2 separate regions of the Mus musculus genome follow, and region 1 is linked to region 2. Evidence: chromatin contacts called from public HiChIP or PLAC-seq data. All regions are on one chromosome and are shown on one strand. The core of a region is the stretch at or near the end of the contact, and the rest is flanking DNA. Distances in the headings are between cores, read along the strand shown.

Region 1 (2,951 bases), core at 1-2,500, 1.0 Mb before region 2:
TCTGGGATTAGTGATACACGCGGTCATGCCTAGCTTTTTAAATGTGAGTATTGGGGATCAAATATAGGTCCCCTCACTTATGTAAGTAACTGATCCATTTCTCCAGCCCCACAATGCTCATTTTAAAGATCCGTGAGTATTTACTTTAATATAGAAACCAGTTCGACGATTTCATTTTCCTTGACATTTTCTGATTTCCATATATACATATATATGCATACATTTTTCTCCTCTTTTAAAACATATCGGGTTAGGTTTGCGTTGTAGTGTTTGCTGTTTGCTTAAGAATTTCCTGGCGTATGAGGCTGTAAAGAGCTGAGTGCAGGCAGCTTTCACTGGAAGTCCCACGTCACCATAAAAGCCTGTACTACTTTGGATTACTGCATGGCGGATTAAAAACCCGCGGATCAGTTCTAGGTTAGCCCTGATTAACTCCCCTGGGTGTTTCTGGGCCAGAGAGGGTGCTTGTTAGACTCAAACCTATACTTGTAGTCAGAGTTCACTGAACAAAGAGTTAATTTTTACTTAAATCGAAATCGGGCTAATCATGAAGCTGCCAGGAATGATCTGGAATATGAACTAAAGTGTGCCTGCAGTCGCGTCAGCTGAACCTTCTACCCCCACGGTTCTGTCTGCCCACATGCTTCTGTCTATCAGCCTTGGCCTCCGGATCCGCTCTCACGTCATTGGTTGGATTTCAGGAAGGAAGAAACCCAGGATTTAAAGGGCTCAGTTTTCCACCTGCCAGGCCGGGTCCAACTTGCCTTTGACACATATTTAGGGGAATTTCTACCAGTTCTTCATTTACTACACTGCTTGGTTACAGGAAACAAAGTCCCTGAGGGTGTCACCTTGACAATTTCCAAAACCGAAACTTGCGCTCAAGACTAGATCCACACTGAGTCTGCGAGGCAGAGTCCCTGCCCAGGTCATCAGAGCCAGCCCCGCGGGTAGGAGCGAGGGAGGGGCCTGGAATGGGCGTGGCTTTCCGTGGGAGAGTAGGACTTTGCCCCACCTCCTAAGAAGCCTGCTCTGCTTCCAGCCAGTCAGGTTGCTCTATGCAAATAGAGCCCGGGTCACCCCGGTAACCATGGTGTATGGCAGCCAATGGAAAACAGCCAGTGGCGACCTCGCTCCAGGATTGGTACCGAAGTAAGGCGACAGGGATCCAATGGACTGTGGGAACAGTCCTCGGCGGGTTGAGGGGCGGAGATATGCAAATATGGTTTGAAAAGCCGGCGGGAAATCTGAGTTTCGCGGGAGGACCTTGGCGCGTAAACCGTATCCCTTCATTCATTGTCAGCAGCAGCTTCCTGGAGCCATTTTTCAGCTGCCGGCCGCAGCACCCGGGCTGCCGCCACCGCCTCGCAATCCGTTGCATCGGCTGCCCCCGACGCCTCCATCCCTCCTCGGGGCCTGATATCCGTGCGGCCGGGACCCTCCTCTCTCCAGACCCCCGATTATTTTTGGCCCCCGGGGCCTGTGCGGTGCGGAAAAATAAAAAGAAAAGAGAGAGAGAGGGTTCGGAAGCGCCGGGAGGGGAGGCGAGAAGGAGAGACTTGGAAACTCCGGCTGCAAATAATAAAAGAAATTGAAAGCAATACGTTAATATATCGTAACACTAAAAAAGAGCAGGAGCGAGAGATGAGAAAGGGGATCCAGCCCGCCCTGGAGCAGTACCTGGTGACCGCCGGGGGTGGGGAGGGGGCGGCTGTCGTCGCCGCCGCCGCTGCAGCCTCCATGGACAAAAGGGCACTGCTAGCCAGCCCCGGCTTCGCCGCCGCCGCCGCCCCGGGCACGTACATCCAGATCCTCACTACGAACCCTTCCACCACGTCCTGTGCCACCTCCCTCCAAAGTGGCGCCCTGACCGCCGGCCCCCTTCTCCCCAGTGTCCCCGGCACGGAGCCGGCCGCCAGCAGCCTCTACACCACGCCACAAGGACCCTCCAGCAGAGTCGGGCTGCTGCAGCAGCCACCAGCACCAGGACGCGGCGGCGGCGGTGGCCCACCGGTAATACCCTCCTCAGCGTCCCTAGCCCAGGTGGGAGGCGGGCTCCCGGGAGCGGTGGCGGCGGGAGCGCGAGGCTGAGCATCGTGGGCCTCGTTGCTGTCCCTTCCAGCGTGTGCTTATTGTTAGACTCGGGGTGCTTTCCTGCGGACGTTGGGAGGACGTGGGGGCCTGGGCAGGCACGCGGGGCAGTGGGGAGTCCCTCTTTGAGAACCACATCCAACACTCCAAAACTTTTCGCGCCCCCCCCCCCTCCACTTCTTTTCCTGCACTTTTCCCTACCCCCACTCTCCCCTCCCTTGCAACTCGAAGCTTCCTCTTTCTCGGGCGTAGGAAGGGGTCACGCCCCGGATGGAGAAGGGGGTGGGGGAGGGAGTAGTGCACTGGAGAGTGGGGGACCCCAGAGGATGTAAACTGGGGGACCCGAGGCGTGCAAGCCTCCTCTCCTGTCTCTGCTGCCCCTGGGCGACTGGGGGTCCCGCAGGCGTGCTCCGAGCGCAGGGGCGCCAGTGCCTGGCACCTTTGGGGACCTAGCTCCAGGCAACAAAGGGGATCTGGGAGGTGGACGGGTATCGCGGTGGGGGAGGTGGAGCTGAGAGCCCCGGTGGGCCAGGGCTCGCGCTGTCTGCGACAAGGGGCCGGCGGGCGGGTGCTCCGGCCTGGGCGCATCTCCGCGGTGGCAGCGGCGGCGCCCGCGTGGCCGGAGCGCTGGGGCCTTGCTCTCCGGGCCCCGGGCCTGCCCTTGACCCGCCTCTCCCCTTGCCCCTTCCTTCCCCGCCCTGTCCCCCTCCCCGCCCCCCCGGCGACGGAGGGCGGGGGCAGCCGGGTTCCCGTCCCGCCGCCAGGATCTGTCCCTTCTCTCCGGGACCCGCCGGTGACGTTTCGCACACGTGCGCGGAGGACGCGCCTGTGACTGGGGAGGAGGCGGCGGCGGGAGGGGG
Region 2 (2,859 bases), core at 164-2,663:
GTTAAGCCTTGATAGTATATCCAGCATATGGACACTTTGTTGTTATTAATTTATTTATTTATTTATTGGTTTTTTGAGACAGGGTTTCTCTGTATAGCCCTGGCTGTCCTGGAACTCACTTTGTAGACCAGGCTGGCCTCGAACTCAGAAATCCGCCTGCCTCTGCCTCCCGAGTGCTAGGATTAAAGGCGTGCACCACCACACCCGGCTGTTATTAAATTTTATGTGTATGGGTGTTTTGCCTGCATGTCTATCTATGCACCACACATAGGCACTCCTGATGTCCTCAGAGACCAGAAGAGAGCACAGGATCCCCTGGGACTAGAGTTACAGATGCCCATGACTTGACACCAGCACGTTGGGAACCAAACCTCAGTCCTCTGGAAGACTAGCTAATGTTCTTAACTGCTGAGCCATCTCTCCAGCCCCTGGACACTTTTATTTTATTATTATTTTTTAATGGAACATTGTAATTAGATAAAATGTCTAACCAGCTCAGTTTTCTTCCTTCTTACAGTGCGTAACACTTCGTCAGCATAATGACTGCATTAGCAGTCATGAGCCACTCTTGAAAAATCCCTATTTAGTAAAACCACATTAAGAGAAATACAGAGTGTATGATGAGCACCCTGATTTAATTTTTACACAGGATTAACATATTGAGCTATCGTAGCTAATTCTAAAGCCGTGTTCTCTCTATTCAGACCTGTAAAATAATCCTCAGGTAATTGGCTGTGCTTTATACGATGCTTCTGGCTTCACTTCCTCTTTGATTTGGGCAAGCAATGGGTCCTAAATGATTCTCTGATTCACAGTCTAAAACACAAAGCCCAATGCTGGAGGAAATTACAGCTCTTTTTTTTTCCCTTCCTTCTTTTCTCTCTCTTTCTCTCTAAAAAGTGGGGCACAGAGCACACTACATCTCCTTCTCCCTGTAACTCCCCACTTGTATTTCCTCCTCAGACTTTACTCTTCCCAGTGAAACTGTTAGCTTGCATCCTGAAGAACTTCACTGGGGGAGGAGAAACAGAGCGACCAGCCTCCCATTTCCAGGACAATCTTGTCTAGATAGTGAGCACCAGAGCAGGCAAACATAAACCGCCTGCAAATAACTCCTCTGCAGCCTTAAGAATACTCCAGTTGCAGCCATTCTCAACCGGTGGGTCCCGACCCCCACAGGGGTTGCAGATCAGATATCCTACATATCAGATCTTTACATTACAATTCATAACAGTAGCTAAAAGTACAGTTATGAAGTCACAACAAAATAATTTTATGGCTGGGGGTCACCACAACCTGAGGAACTGTATTAACGGGGTCACAGCATTAGGAAAGCTGAGAACCACTGCTCCCGGAAGGAAGTTGCTGGGTGCTGTTGAGAAACACATTCCTAAGCAGACTTTACTCCAGTTTACTCAGTGACTCTAAAGAGCCTGAGGGGAACCTGATAACCTCTCCTGATGGAGCAGCCCAGGGAGACGCGGAGGAGGGAAAGGCCTGAGTGACTGACAGATCAGACTAGCAATACACACTTGACTACCAGTCTCCAAGGGCCTCACACATACACGGATCTCCACAACGGACAAAAATCAAGGCTTCTCCAAATCCTGTTTTGAACACCAGGTCATTCTTCGTATAATGGAACAGCACGCAGCTGAGCCCTCCCCTTTCTGGAGCCTGCCTCTAAGCAAAGGCTTCCTGGATTTGCATCCAGGTGCAGCGGGGCCGAGTGTGGTAGGAGCCCATCATCCAAATGCAAATATTTTCTACAAGACCGAAATTCTTTTGCTACTGGACTGTAGAGGCCAGCCTCTAGAAAAATTTGCATGTTGACTGGTAAAAACAGGCCAAGCCTTGCTTTAGAAATGAAGAGACAAAGAGATCATTGCGAAATCAAATCAACAAACAAATGCAATGCAAATAGACTCTATTAACTGTCTACAGAGCATTTCTTAAACAGGCAGAGAAGGGAATTTAGAGTGCAGGAAATGCATCCAACGAAAAAAGATACAAAAAGGAAATGAAGAAAGATTTTTTTTTTTAATGAATTACAACCGGCTTGATAATTACTGGTCCAGCTGGATCATGCACAGCCCAGTGGAAAACAGGCTCTAAGTCACCTCCTGGTGACCTGTGGCAGGAAATGACTCTGTTCCAAAATGGGAACTCTATGAAGGTTGCAGCTTAAGATGCAGTGATAGAGTTGCAGCTCAGGTATATGGGATATGTAGGTGTGCTGCTACTTTTACGGAAACTTGACACATGCTAGAGTCATTTTGGAAGAGGGCACCTCAATTGAGAAGTTGTCCCCATCAGCCTGACCTTCTGCAGAGCCTGTGGTCCATTTTCTTGATTGACAGAGGAGGTCCCAGGCCGTTGTGGGTGATGTCACCCCTAGGTTGAAGCAGGCAATGCAAGCCATGGCCAGCAAGCCAGTAAGCAGCACTCCAACCATGGCCTCAACATCAGTTCCTGCCTCCAAGTTCCTGCCCTGCTTGAATTCCTGCCCTGATTCCCCTCAATGGTGGACTGTTACCTGAAAGTGTACGATGAAATAAACCCTTTCCTCCTCAACTTGACTTTGGCCTTGGTGTTTTGTCACAGAAATAGAAAACCTAACTAAGACAGCAAGATAATATTAGAAACAAAAAATTAAATCTCCAGACAAGTATTTTTAAATTACTTGCTCATATAACACATGAAAATATTTTCTAGGTTACTTAAAAAACAACTGAGCGTGATGGTATACCGTATATTCCACTCTGTGGGAGGCTGAAAGAGGGAATTATGAATTCAAAGGGAATCTGTACTGCACAGCAAACAAAAACTTCTCTCAAAGAAACAGGAGAGAAGGGAGAG

What was found. HiChIP or PLAC-seq counts read pairs in DNA pulled down with a chosen protein or histone mark.
Region 1: a contact with region 2 is called in an H3K4me3 HiChIP or PLAC-seq map of embryonic stem cells, with 10 read pairs. The contact joins the promoter of E2f3 here to the enhancer-like site in region 2. A contact is called at or near these places in 1 of 39 promoter capture datasets (pre-B cells) and 3 of 115 datasets of contacts at active chromatin or transcription factors (astrocytes and embryonic stem cells).

Annotation. Positions count from the first base shown.
Region 1 is chr13:29,984,362-29,987,312 of GRCm38.p6, reverse strand. E2f3 (E2F transcription factor 3) reads left to right here and starts at 1,250. Exons shown (of 7, transcript NM_010093.3): 1 at 1,250-2,013. The coding sequence starts at 1,645.
Region 2 is chr13:28,987,820-28,990,678 of GRCm38.p6, reverse strand. No RefSeq gene overlaps it. Among named protein-coding and RNA genes, the nearest start is that of A330102I10Rik, 27 kb to the left of the region's middle. Within about 2 kb of position 1,413, at least 47 of the 459 cell types and tissues checked have an H3K27ac peak or open chromatin away from gene starts, as enhancers often do. A contact at or near this core is called in embryonic stem cells, where this site is marked.